2 separate regions of the Triticum aestivum genome follow, and region 1 is linked to region 2. Evidence: chromatin contacts called from public Hi-C data. All regions are on one chromosome and are shown on one strand. Each heading gives the region's core, a stretch centred on a gene start, on an enhancer-like site or on the middle of the called end of the contact. The rest is flanking DNA. Distances are from core to core; before and after follow the strand shown. Region 1 holds the start of LOC123181949 (RNA demethylase ALKBH10B). Region 2 holds the start of LOC123181948 (UPF0603 protein OsI_019212, chloroplastic).

Region 1 (5,295 bases), core at 1,115-3,614, 310 kb after region 2:
TGGTGCATGATTTGGTTCTATGCTCTTTGCAATCACTCGCGTCGCTCTCATGGTGACAGTGAACTAACCTGATGAGCAAATTTTCTTAAAAAATTAACCCTACATGTTGTATCATGACAATCCAGAGTATTTTATTCAAGAAAAAAGAAAATTATTCCCTCTAAAAAATGTCAACTCTTACGTGTCCAACTTTGTAGCGACGTGACAAATGCAACCACGGCCAGTCAATCTCGGAAACAGAGATGACAAATCAAAACTCATAAAGTTCGCCCATTCTGGAAAACTTTCAAATTTATTCGTTGATTTTCTTTTCTTGCGTATAAGAAATGCATTCCCGACTCTCCTTTTATTTTTTGACCTGGTGACCAAGCGTGATCATTCGTCACCCCAGCCCGAAGATGAAGATGGCAGACCTCATCTCGAGCCGCGGAGCACTTAAAAACACAGCCCGAAAGTTAAAAACGACTCCAAAGCAGAGAGGTTCAAACTCGGTGTCATCGCTAGTTAATCTCCCCATTCAAAAGGGGCGAAGGATGCAAAGGTTTTGTCGAGACCGCCGTTGCCAAATCTGGTGACCCCCGGACACATGCTAACCAGATTCACCTGAAATATTTTATGCCGCCCGCCCTCCGCGACGCTACAGCCTAGCATCGCTGGAGCATATGCCCCATGGCAGCCTGTTGGCGCCCCTCACCAGACCGCAACACACAACGGTGGTGCCCTCGAGGCCGCTGGAGTGGAACCGCCGCGAGCTGGCTGCTGGCCGGGCCGGCCGGCAGGACAAAGGCGTCAGAGTCCCCGCCACGGCGCGGCACGTTTTGCACCCCCGACAGGTGATGGTTGTACCAGGAGTACATTAATTTGGCAAAGCCCCCACACCAAAAGTAAACACATGAGCTAATTACTGGTGGCGGGTAGCGGCCGTACTGGTCAGTACTTTCCCAAAAGGGTGGCCGAGCGAGGAGGGTGCGTGCAGGCGAGCCGGAAATAAAGTTTGCGCACGGACAGAGAGCGGGGGACGGCGTCTGGAGAAAAGCCGTAGGGTTTTGCAGTTCCAGCGACCTCGTGATGCCGTTTCACGGGCCGCCGCCGCCGCCACGGGTGGCCAGGATTGACCGGCCGAGGCTGTCTCCGCCGTCCGATCCTCCCAACGAGGGCTGAATAACTCCGCCGATGGTGGGGCTGCACGGGAAATTATTGGCTCTCTCGCCCCAGTTTTTCCCCCTAACCACCAGACGTAATGGGCCCGGTACGTGTTGGTTCGTCGAACTGGCGTGAATACTATTATTAACGATGCCGCTTTAGCCATAAAGAAAACGTCATTTGGAAGCCTAATTCGGACCCTTTTTTGGTTATTAGGCCCCAATAAAACAGGAGATATTCAAGTGGGAAAAGCTTGCGGAAGAAACCACGGGTGAAACGACCAGATCCAACCGTATGCGGAGCGAGGGCCAAAACGGGAGATCGGTTCGACAGACAGATTGAAACTAACGGAAAATTTCAAATGCGTCCGGAAAGGGAAATCTTAAGGGAAAAAAAGGGTAAATAACACTACGCGCACACGAGGATTAATTAATAGATATCACTCGCAAAAAAAAATTAATAGAGATGATTGTACTTACGTCCGTCGTGGGCGGCGTCGTCTTCCGTGGAGGCCGCCTTCCGCTCCGACGAATCTCCCGAGGAATCTTCGCCGTCCGCCTCCGGCTCGCGGTCCGCGTCGACGGGGTGGACGGAGACATCGGGCTGCGCCTCCGGTATCGGCTCGTGCTCGCGCTCGGGCTCGGGGTCCGGCTCCGCGGCGACGGTGACGACGAGCTCGTCCATGGGCTCGTGGATCACCGTGGACGCGGCCTCCTCCTCGGAGTAGGCGGCGGCCGCGGCGGCGCGGGCGCCGGAGACGCGACGCAGCTCGGCGGCGACGTCGGCGACGGAGTAGAACTTCTGCATGTGGAGGACGGGGAACCAGTTGAGGCGGCGGCGGTGGAGCGCGGCGAAGACGGCGTCGTAGTCGGCCCCGCCGATCTGCGCGAGGTGGCCGCACAGCGCGTCGATCACGGCGTTGGCGGCCGCGAACTCGCCGCGGTACCACCCGATCACGGCGTCCCTGGCCGCCACCTGATCCGGCGCCGCCACCGGTGACCCCGGGGCCCCCGCCGCCGGTGTCGTCATCCCTCCCGCGATCGCCAGGGTACCACTCAACGCACTAACCACCGGCTATCTCTCCCTCCCTCTCGATTCCCGGCCCGTGTGATGCGTGGCGCTCTCTCCGCCCAAGCTTTTTGTAATGGCGTCAAAGTGTTCGACGGACGCCCTGCCTGTTCTAAATCGGCTTGGGATTGTGGGGAGCGCTTCTCTCTCGGGGGCGCGCCTATAAATACCCCCGGAGAAGAAGCGGCCGAGGGTACCCGTAACCAACAGCGCCCAGGGGCGGGCAGGGTGACGTGGCGGCGGATTAGCGGGTACGGGCGCAGATCCGACAAGGTGGTGGCAGCAGTTAGTTAAGGTCAGCCTCGCTTTATAGGAGGTGGCTCGACTCGACCCGGCCTACGGGGGCGCGTGTGGACCGCGCGCTCGCTCCCTCCGCAGAGATGGGCTGCGCCGCGATTCGGCGCACGGGGACGTCGCTCGCCGCGGCGGATGGCCTCGGGATGCGCGGCGACGGCGTGCACCCGGTCCTTGGGCCTTATCGTGGACCGGGACACCGGGTGGCCATGCGTGGGAGCCTGGTTGGACCGCGCACCATCCCAGCCGTCCGTTTCAGGGCCCCGCATCCGTGTTCGTTTTTTTGTTCTTGTTTGTGCAAGACATGATTGGGTACAGGCGAATACGGAAGTTTTTTTCTCTATTGGCTGTAATAACCGCGTAAGGATAGGCTGTAATGTGCGAGGGTAGAACCCTGTTTTGGGAAGTAGGTAATTTGATCAATGAATTATCCAGCTATTTGCATGCTTTTCTCAACAACAACAAAAAGGTATTTGCATGCTTACCCATTTGAGAAAATCACGCGGTTTTGAGATTTGAAGATGGGGTATGCAGAATGCATTGGATATCCACAATGGTTTGACCATCTCTTAGATTTATGTGTACGATTTTCATAGGGTTTGTCTTTTTGCTGCGAAAATAGATGGCCTCCCACAATGACCACGTCTAAGAGTTCAGTGTTCTCTATTGTACGACGTATCTTCTTTTCATTAGATGTGTTTTTCAAAGAGAGAGGGAAAGATAGAGAGGGCGGGGGGCTATGAATATATGTGTGTATGTATTAAGATATGTAAGAGATCTTTTGTTGCAAGAGCATTATAGGGTACGATCGTAGTCACGCACATAATCTTTAATGCCTACAAGCTTTCAATAGCAACCAATGCACTCCTATTCGTTGTAGAACATAGGCCCATGCCTCATGGGCATAGGTGAGAAGGGGCGACGAGCATATTGTCAATCAACTCATCCACCCGACGATATGAGCAAAGACAATGACTGGTGGGGCAGTGCTCGGTCAAATGATCACATGTCCAACAACGATTCAACGATGCGGTTCATGCACACATCTTAAACCTCAGCAACGCTCATGGTTTCCGCACAAGATCTCCCTAACTACAGTTGGTCGGTCCCACACAAATCACGCGAACGCCAACGAGTAAAGTGTTTCCGCATCTGATTTTATTTGCCGCATAATTATGCATATTAATTGCTAGAAGATTTCAGTCGTCGCAACCGATGTCAATGTCGTCGGTCGTCGTGAGGGTAGCTTGTGACTTGTGATTTTAAGGTTGTGCGGTTTTTCTCCAACCAAATAGAACGAAGCATGCATAGGGTAATAGAGTTGAACACTTTCCTAAGGCGGTCACCACGCCTGGTGCTGGCTTCTCTCCACCGCGAGAAGATGGAACCGTTTGGCTAGGATGGGCCAACATATGGTTGTGTATATATTACAATACAGAAGAGGTTTCTTTGTTGCAAGAGCATTACAAGTGATGACCCTAGTTACGCACAACATCCTAAAACCCTATTCACGCTGAAACCAACACATTCAAGCTATCATTTGGAGATGATGTAGGTTCCGACGACAACCAACATCCTTAAAGCCATTGGTAATCATGAACTTATGTTGCGACTTTCTCCTAAAGTTTATGTGATTTCTTTCCATCAAGATAGAGCAGAGCACGCATAAGGCAATAGAGAACCCTCCCCTAAGGCAAGCTTCGCACCCAGGCGCTAGCCACGGTCCATTAAGACAAGATGGAATGTTTGCCTCGATTGAGGCAAGTTGTTGCACTCCTATTCGTTGTAGAACCCAGGCCCACACCTCATGGCCATAGGTGAGACGGAGCGACAATCATATGGCCAATCATCTCATCCGAGTCGCCATGCCGCACATCAAGGGTGTGTTTGGTAAGCTGCATTAGGTCGGGCCAGACCAGCACGGACGAAAATGGGATGTTTGGATGCATGTGTTTACTGTTTGGCCCGCATAGCACGAACCTCAAAGCACCCCTCAGCCAGGCCCTCTAGGAACGGCCGAATCGGCTGTTTCCAGCGAGCCAGGCTCGAGCGATGCAGGGGAGGGGAACGCCGCCCGCGCAAGGGAGGGTGATGGCGGGAGCGATGGCGCATCTCCAAAAAAAGTGGCGGGATGAATTCGAGTCACCGCCCACCGATTCGGTCACCCTATATATCGAGGGTGACCGCCGCGGCAAAACTCCCGCCACCATTTCCCCCCTCTCAAGCTTTTCCTCCGGCGCAGATCCACTTCGACGACGAGGTAAGCGGCGGAACTACTCTGGCGACTGCTTGACTGATACGTCCATTTTGCATCATGTTTTCATACTGTTGTTTACTATGTTTTTATGCATAATAATGCTTTTGGGAGTAATTCTAATGCCTTCTCTCTCATAATATGCAAGGTTTACACAAAGAGGGAGAATGCTGGCAGCTAGAATTCTGGACCCGAAAAAGCTACGTCAGAGCTACCTATTCTGCACATCTCCAAATGAGCTGAAAATTTACGGAGAAATGTTTTGAAATATATAATAAATATTGGAGAAATAACTACCAGAGGGGGCCCACCAGGTGGGCACAACCCACCTGGGCGCCAGGGAGCCTAGGCTTGCCTTGGTGGGTTGTGCCCTCCTCGGCCCACCTACGGTGCCCCTCTTCTGGTATATCAGTCATTTTGACCTAGAAAAAAATAAGGAGATGACTTCCGGGACGAAGCGTCGCCGTCTCGAGGTGGAACTTGGGAAGGAGCACTTTTGCCTTCTGGCGGAGCGATTCCGTGATACGTCCATTTTG
Region 2 (4,864 bases), core at 2,216-4,715:
CCTAGTAGCATTTATTCTTCAGTAGAACTCTTGACTAAATTTGGATGTGACTCGCCAGCTGTTGTAAAGACTTCTTGCAAAAAATCTGAACTCATGAAAGATCTCAGCAGAACAATTGGAACCATCAAACTGGATAAGTAGGCATTGTTGATTGAATACCATGTTTGTGCACCTAATTTCTGCATTTCACCAGAATATATTAGACAATACAACATAGGATAACATTCATAACACATTTGAAATTATTGTACCGAGTACAATCAGAAAATCTAAAGATTGATGTCGTAATAGGTCTAGGATTGTCCTCTTTGAATAGTCTGACGAGCATCAGTTGTGGTACAAAGTTCCAAGAGTATATATCAACTGATGAGTAAATAATGATAAGCTCCTCGATACAACAGATAACCATCCAATGCTTTTGATTCACCAATTCAGACTATGGAACTCTTCTTATTATATTTTTACAGGAGATAGGTACCGTCGGTATATTCCTCAGTTGGATTACTTTTCGAAGGGACTCTACATGTTTGATATAGGTCAAAATGACCTTGCTGGTCAATTCTACTCCAGAACAGAGGACCAAGTCATTGCATCCATTCCGACTATTTTGTTGGAATTTGAAACTGGGCTCAAGGTTTGTAAATACATAGTGCTTGATGGTTCCATTTTTTTTCAGTCCATGGACTAATTGTCATTTTGCCTCATTGCACTTTGGTAATCACATTGTTAATAGAGGTAAAAATCTCTGTTGTAGTTAATATAGGTTTCAGATTCTGTATCATGTATATCTTGGTATTACTCTTGAGTTATATACTTTTTCAAATAAGTGCCTCACATTTAGTATATTTTTCTTCATTTCTAATACAACCAAACACCCCCTATGTGTTCCTTGTTATTTCAGACTCTATACGATCAGGGTGCCAGGAAGTTCTGGATTCACAACACAGGTCCTCTTGGCTGCTTACCTCAAAACATAGATCTTTTTGGCAAAGACCCAACACAACTGGATGAACTTCATTGTGTAGCAAAGCACAATCGTGCTGCAAAGATTTTCAACTTACAGCTGCATGCACTTTGCACAAAGTTGAGAGGCCAGTTTGCTGGAGCTAATATCACTTACATCGACATCTACTCCATCAAATATGCCCTGATTGGCAATTACTCTCGATATGGTATGCAAACTAGAGTTAACCACATTCTCTTGTTATCAAGAAAACCAAGCATAAAAAATCATTTGGACTTGTCAGTATATCATATCAATAGGGTCTAGGAAGATGTTTCAAGATTACTAATCATGCTTCAAATATGATTATCATTTGGAGTAAAAGAGAGGAAACAGTGACGCTTTAGATTTTGGCTCTTTGCTCATGCTGTCTTCTAGTTTCTCAACTTTCTTGTGCTAGGGATTTTTACATATGCTGAATTATCAGTTTTCATGATACCTCATCGTCGGAATATCAACGCAGTAATATTCTTAACGATTATAGAAGTAATGTTTTTTAAATTCCCACTTTCAAACTTTTACAGGATTTGAAAGTCCCACCGAAGCATGCTGTGGATACGGAGGACCACCCCTGAATTATGATGGCCGAGTGCCGTGTGGACAGACGAAATCTGTTAACGGTAATCTCGTAACCGCGAAAGGATGCAGTGACAGCACTGAGTATGTCAACTGGGATGGAATACATTACACGGAAGCTGCAAATTTCCACGTTACATCGCAGATTCTGACCGGGAAGTACTCAGATCCTCCGTTCGTCGACAAGATGCCATTCCTTATAAAACCGAGGTTCTAATGAGCGGGTATTTATTCCCACAACTGAATTAGTAAACCAATGTAATGTTGTATTGACCACAACAGATGTATTATTTATCACATGTCAATAATCACATATAGCTTCTTTTTTCATTAGTTTAAACCATGTTCTTCCCTGTTCTCTCTGTATGCAAAATTACTCGAAATTTCGTTGTAGCATGCAAGTTTTTGCTTCACATTTTGCAAGCAATTGAAGCTACTAAAGAATCTTGGCAAGAAAGAGTAGATTTGCATCCAGATTAATCACCAGTAATCACATTATCCAGTTGAGCTATCGTAAGAAGAATTAATACGTCCTGTTTGGGTGAGATTTTCTTTTTCCGAATCCTGCGGGAACTGAAGTGTGTGCTCTGTAAAATTTCCTAGTTCCAAACAGGCAAACATTGCACACGAGCGCGGGTGCGCTTGCATTGATCTCTCTCTGTTCACTTCTAAAATTCGAGCAGAAAACTGGGGGAATATCAAAAATTACTGTACTGTACACTGCACGCTGCTGGATCACTTCTTGGAGATGTAGGCGTAGTACTGCGCCATGGGCACGACGAAGGCGATGACGAGCAGGCCGCCCACGACGAGCGTGAACTGGCCGCGCTTCTCTTCCGTCTCCTCCTTGCTCTTGAAGTTGGACTCCCGCTTGCTCTCCTGGAACGCCGGCCCGCCCGGGTCCGGCAGCCCGTCGATCGCCGCCACCAGCCGCTTCGCCGTCGAGAAGATGGCCTCGTTGTACTTCTCGTCCGTCGCCAGCACTGCAATGCATGCGAGCATATCAAACGCTCATGCTCCGTCGCGGCCGTAGTGATGAACATCGTAGCATTTGACGGCCATTAGGGGCAAGGGGAAGGTAATTACGTACCTGGGAGGTTCTCGGAGACGGTGGCGTCGAGGATGGCGTCGCCGACGGCCTGCACGAAGGCCGGGCCGCCGGTGATGGCGCCCTCCTTCTGGCTGGTGACCAGCACCACGATCCCCTTGTTGCTGCCGTCCTCCACCGTCGGGTACCACTTCTCCAGCACTTGGTCCGCGTACTCGAACGCGTCGGCTTTGCTCTGCACAGATACACGTACCCAATGCGAGAGCATGAGTGAGCTAGCTTAGCCGGCCGCCGGCGACGAGCTGCTTACTGATCGAGACCAGACAGTACACGTACCGTGAGCTTGCGGACGGTGACGAAGTTGATCCGGATGTTCTTGCGGGCCTCGAGGTCGCGGGCGAGGCGCTTCACGTCGGACTTGGTCACGCGGCTGAGCACGCCGGCGTCGTCCACCACGTACGTGTCTGCCGGCGGCCCGTCGTTGAGCACGTCGAACTCCGACGCCGCGGCCGGCGCGGGCGCGGGCGACAGGGTGAGGGCCAGGGACAGCGCCGCGGCGGCGAGGCCGTGGTGCAAGAACGACGCCCAGCTCCCGACGCCGCCGTCGCCGTCTCCGCGCCAGGCGACGCCCGCCTGCGCCTGCGCCTGCTTCTTGAGCGAGCAGGAGACGGCGGGCCTGCTGCAGGGGACGGCGGCGGGGGCCGCTGGCTTCCTGGAGACCCGGAGCGGGCCGAGCAATGCGGAGGGGGAGAGGAGGGTCTCCATGGCCGCGGACGCGGAGCGGGAGGTTTTGGGGGTTGTGCGGGGCTGAGATCACGCCGGAGTTGCTCTGCCGCGTCCATTTTGTTTGTGCGAGCGGCGTCACTCGAGTCGGATCGTGATTGGGTGGCTGGGATTCCGGAGCCGGATAAGGCGGGCGCCAGCGTGGACGCCCGGACATGTCTGTCCCTATCACGATGCGATGGAGTTCGCAGTTTGCGTAGCTATGGGTTTTCTCTGCTGTTTGTGTCTACAGACTAGAGAGATGGTGAACGGAAATGAAAAGATCCAAAGATAACCAATAACCAATAAGCAAAGAAGCGACGCAAATGCGAGCAGCAAACAGAGACTAAAGATTTGAGTTAGGGCCGCTCAGCACAGAGAAGCTAGCAGAACAGACCTGCTTCGATTGATCATCGATCGACACCTCCAGGAGGCATCACCACATCAGTCAAGCCTCACCATCGATATCCTCGTTATTTTCTCCAGTCGCAGGGGAGCAAACGCATCTCCCTGCGCTCCATCGGCGTAAGAGCATCTCCAACACACGTGATATATAAACGCCGCCCTGAAAAATTAATGGTTTTACGCACGCTACCACTCCGGGCGCTTCAGTGGAGGCGCAAAAACCGCGCGTGCGACATAACTAGTTCAGCGCGCGGGTCGAAATGCCATCGCCGCTGTTTATTTGCTGCGCGCGCTCCCGCGCGCTGGACACTCGAGCGCCCGTTCACAACTTCCACCTACCCCATTCAGCCGCTCCCGCCGCCGCCGCCCGCGCCATCCCATTCTTTCGGCAACCGTTCCGGCGCTTTCTCGGCCTATCCCCGCGCCGCCGCTGCTTCCTCCGTTTCCCTCTAGTCACCGCCGCCCCTCGCGCGCGGCAGTCCTTCGACAACAGTGCCCGGCCGTCCACTGCCGCTCGGCGCCCGCAAGGTGTTCGACAGAACGCTTGCAAGGTATGTATTGCTTCAACTTCACATTTTTTACATGAATTTGGTGCATGTTGTTTGTAGTTTTTATAGCCTATTTTAAATTGAACATTGTAGATGAGTTCGTCATATGATTCTTCCTAAGAAGAATTTGATATGGAAGAAGAGGAGGATCTTGCAATGATCCTAACTATGCACATCAATAAAAAACCGAAGCACAGTGGTTCGGTTATGGGTCGGCAGAAAATTTGGAGGCATAGGATCGATGCCCACAACAGATTGATCAGGCACTATTTTGCGGATAATCCCGTGTACCCCCAGTCGTACTTCCGGCGCCGGCTTAGGATGAGCACCGAGTTGTTCAGACGCATTGCAGAGGAACTAGCGAGCCATGACCGGTTTTTTCAGCAAAGTTGGAATGCCGCCGGAGAGCTCGGGCATAGCACCTTTCAGAAGGTGACAACCGCTTTGCGTATGTTGTCATACGGTATCCCAGCTGATCTAGTTGATGATCACTTGGCCATGGGTGAGAGTCAAGCCATCATG

Evidence for each region. A called contact is a pair of places that touch in the nucleus more often than the background predicts.
Region 1: a Hi-C map of leaf shows a contact between it and region 2, with 7 times the contacts expected there. The contact joins the promoter of LOC123181949 here to the promoter of LOC123181948 in region 2. A contact is called at or near these places in 2 of 5 Hi-C or Micro-C datasets (both in leaf).

Annotation. Positions count from the first base shown.
Region 1 is chr1D:345,401,657-345,406,951 of IWGSC CS RefSeq v2.1, forward strand. It overlaps LOC123181949 (RNA demethylase ALKBH10B), which reads right to left and starts at 2,365. Exons shown (of 7, transcript XM_044594371.1): 1 at 1,623-2,365. The coding sequence starts at 2,172.
Region 2 is chr1D:345,093,943-345,098,806 of IWGSC CS RefSeq v2.1, forward strand. LOC123181948 (UPF0603 protein OsI_019212, chloroplastic) reads right to left here and starts at 3,466. Exons shown (of 3, transcript XM_044594370.1): 1 at 2,964-3,466; 2 at 2,670-2,862; 3 at 2,026-2,562. The coding sequence starts at 3,392. The coding sequence ends at 2,315. It overlaps LOC123181947 (GDSL esterase/lipase At1g54790), which reads left to right. Exons shown (of 5, transcript XM_044594369.1): 3 at 468-634; 4 at 902-1,172; 5 at 1,528-1,912. The coding sequence ends at 1,796.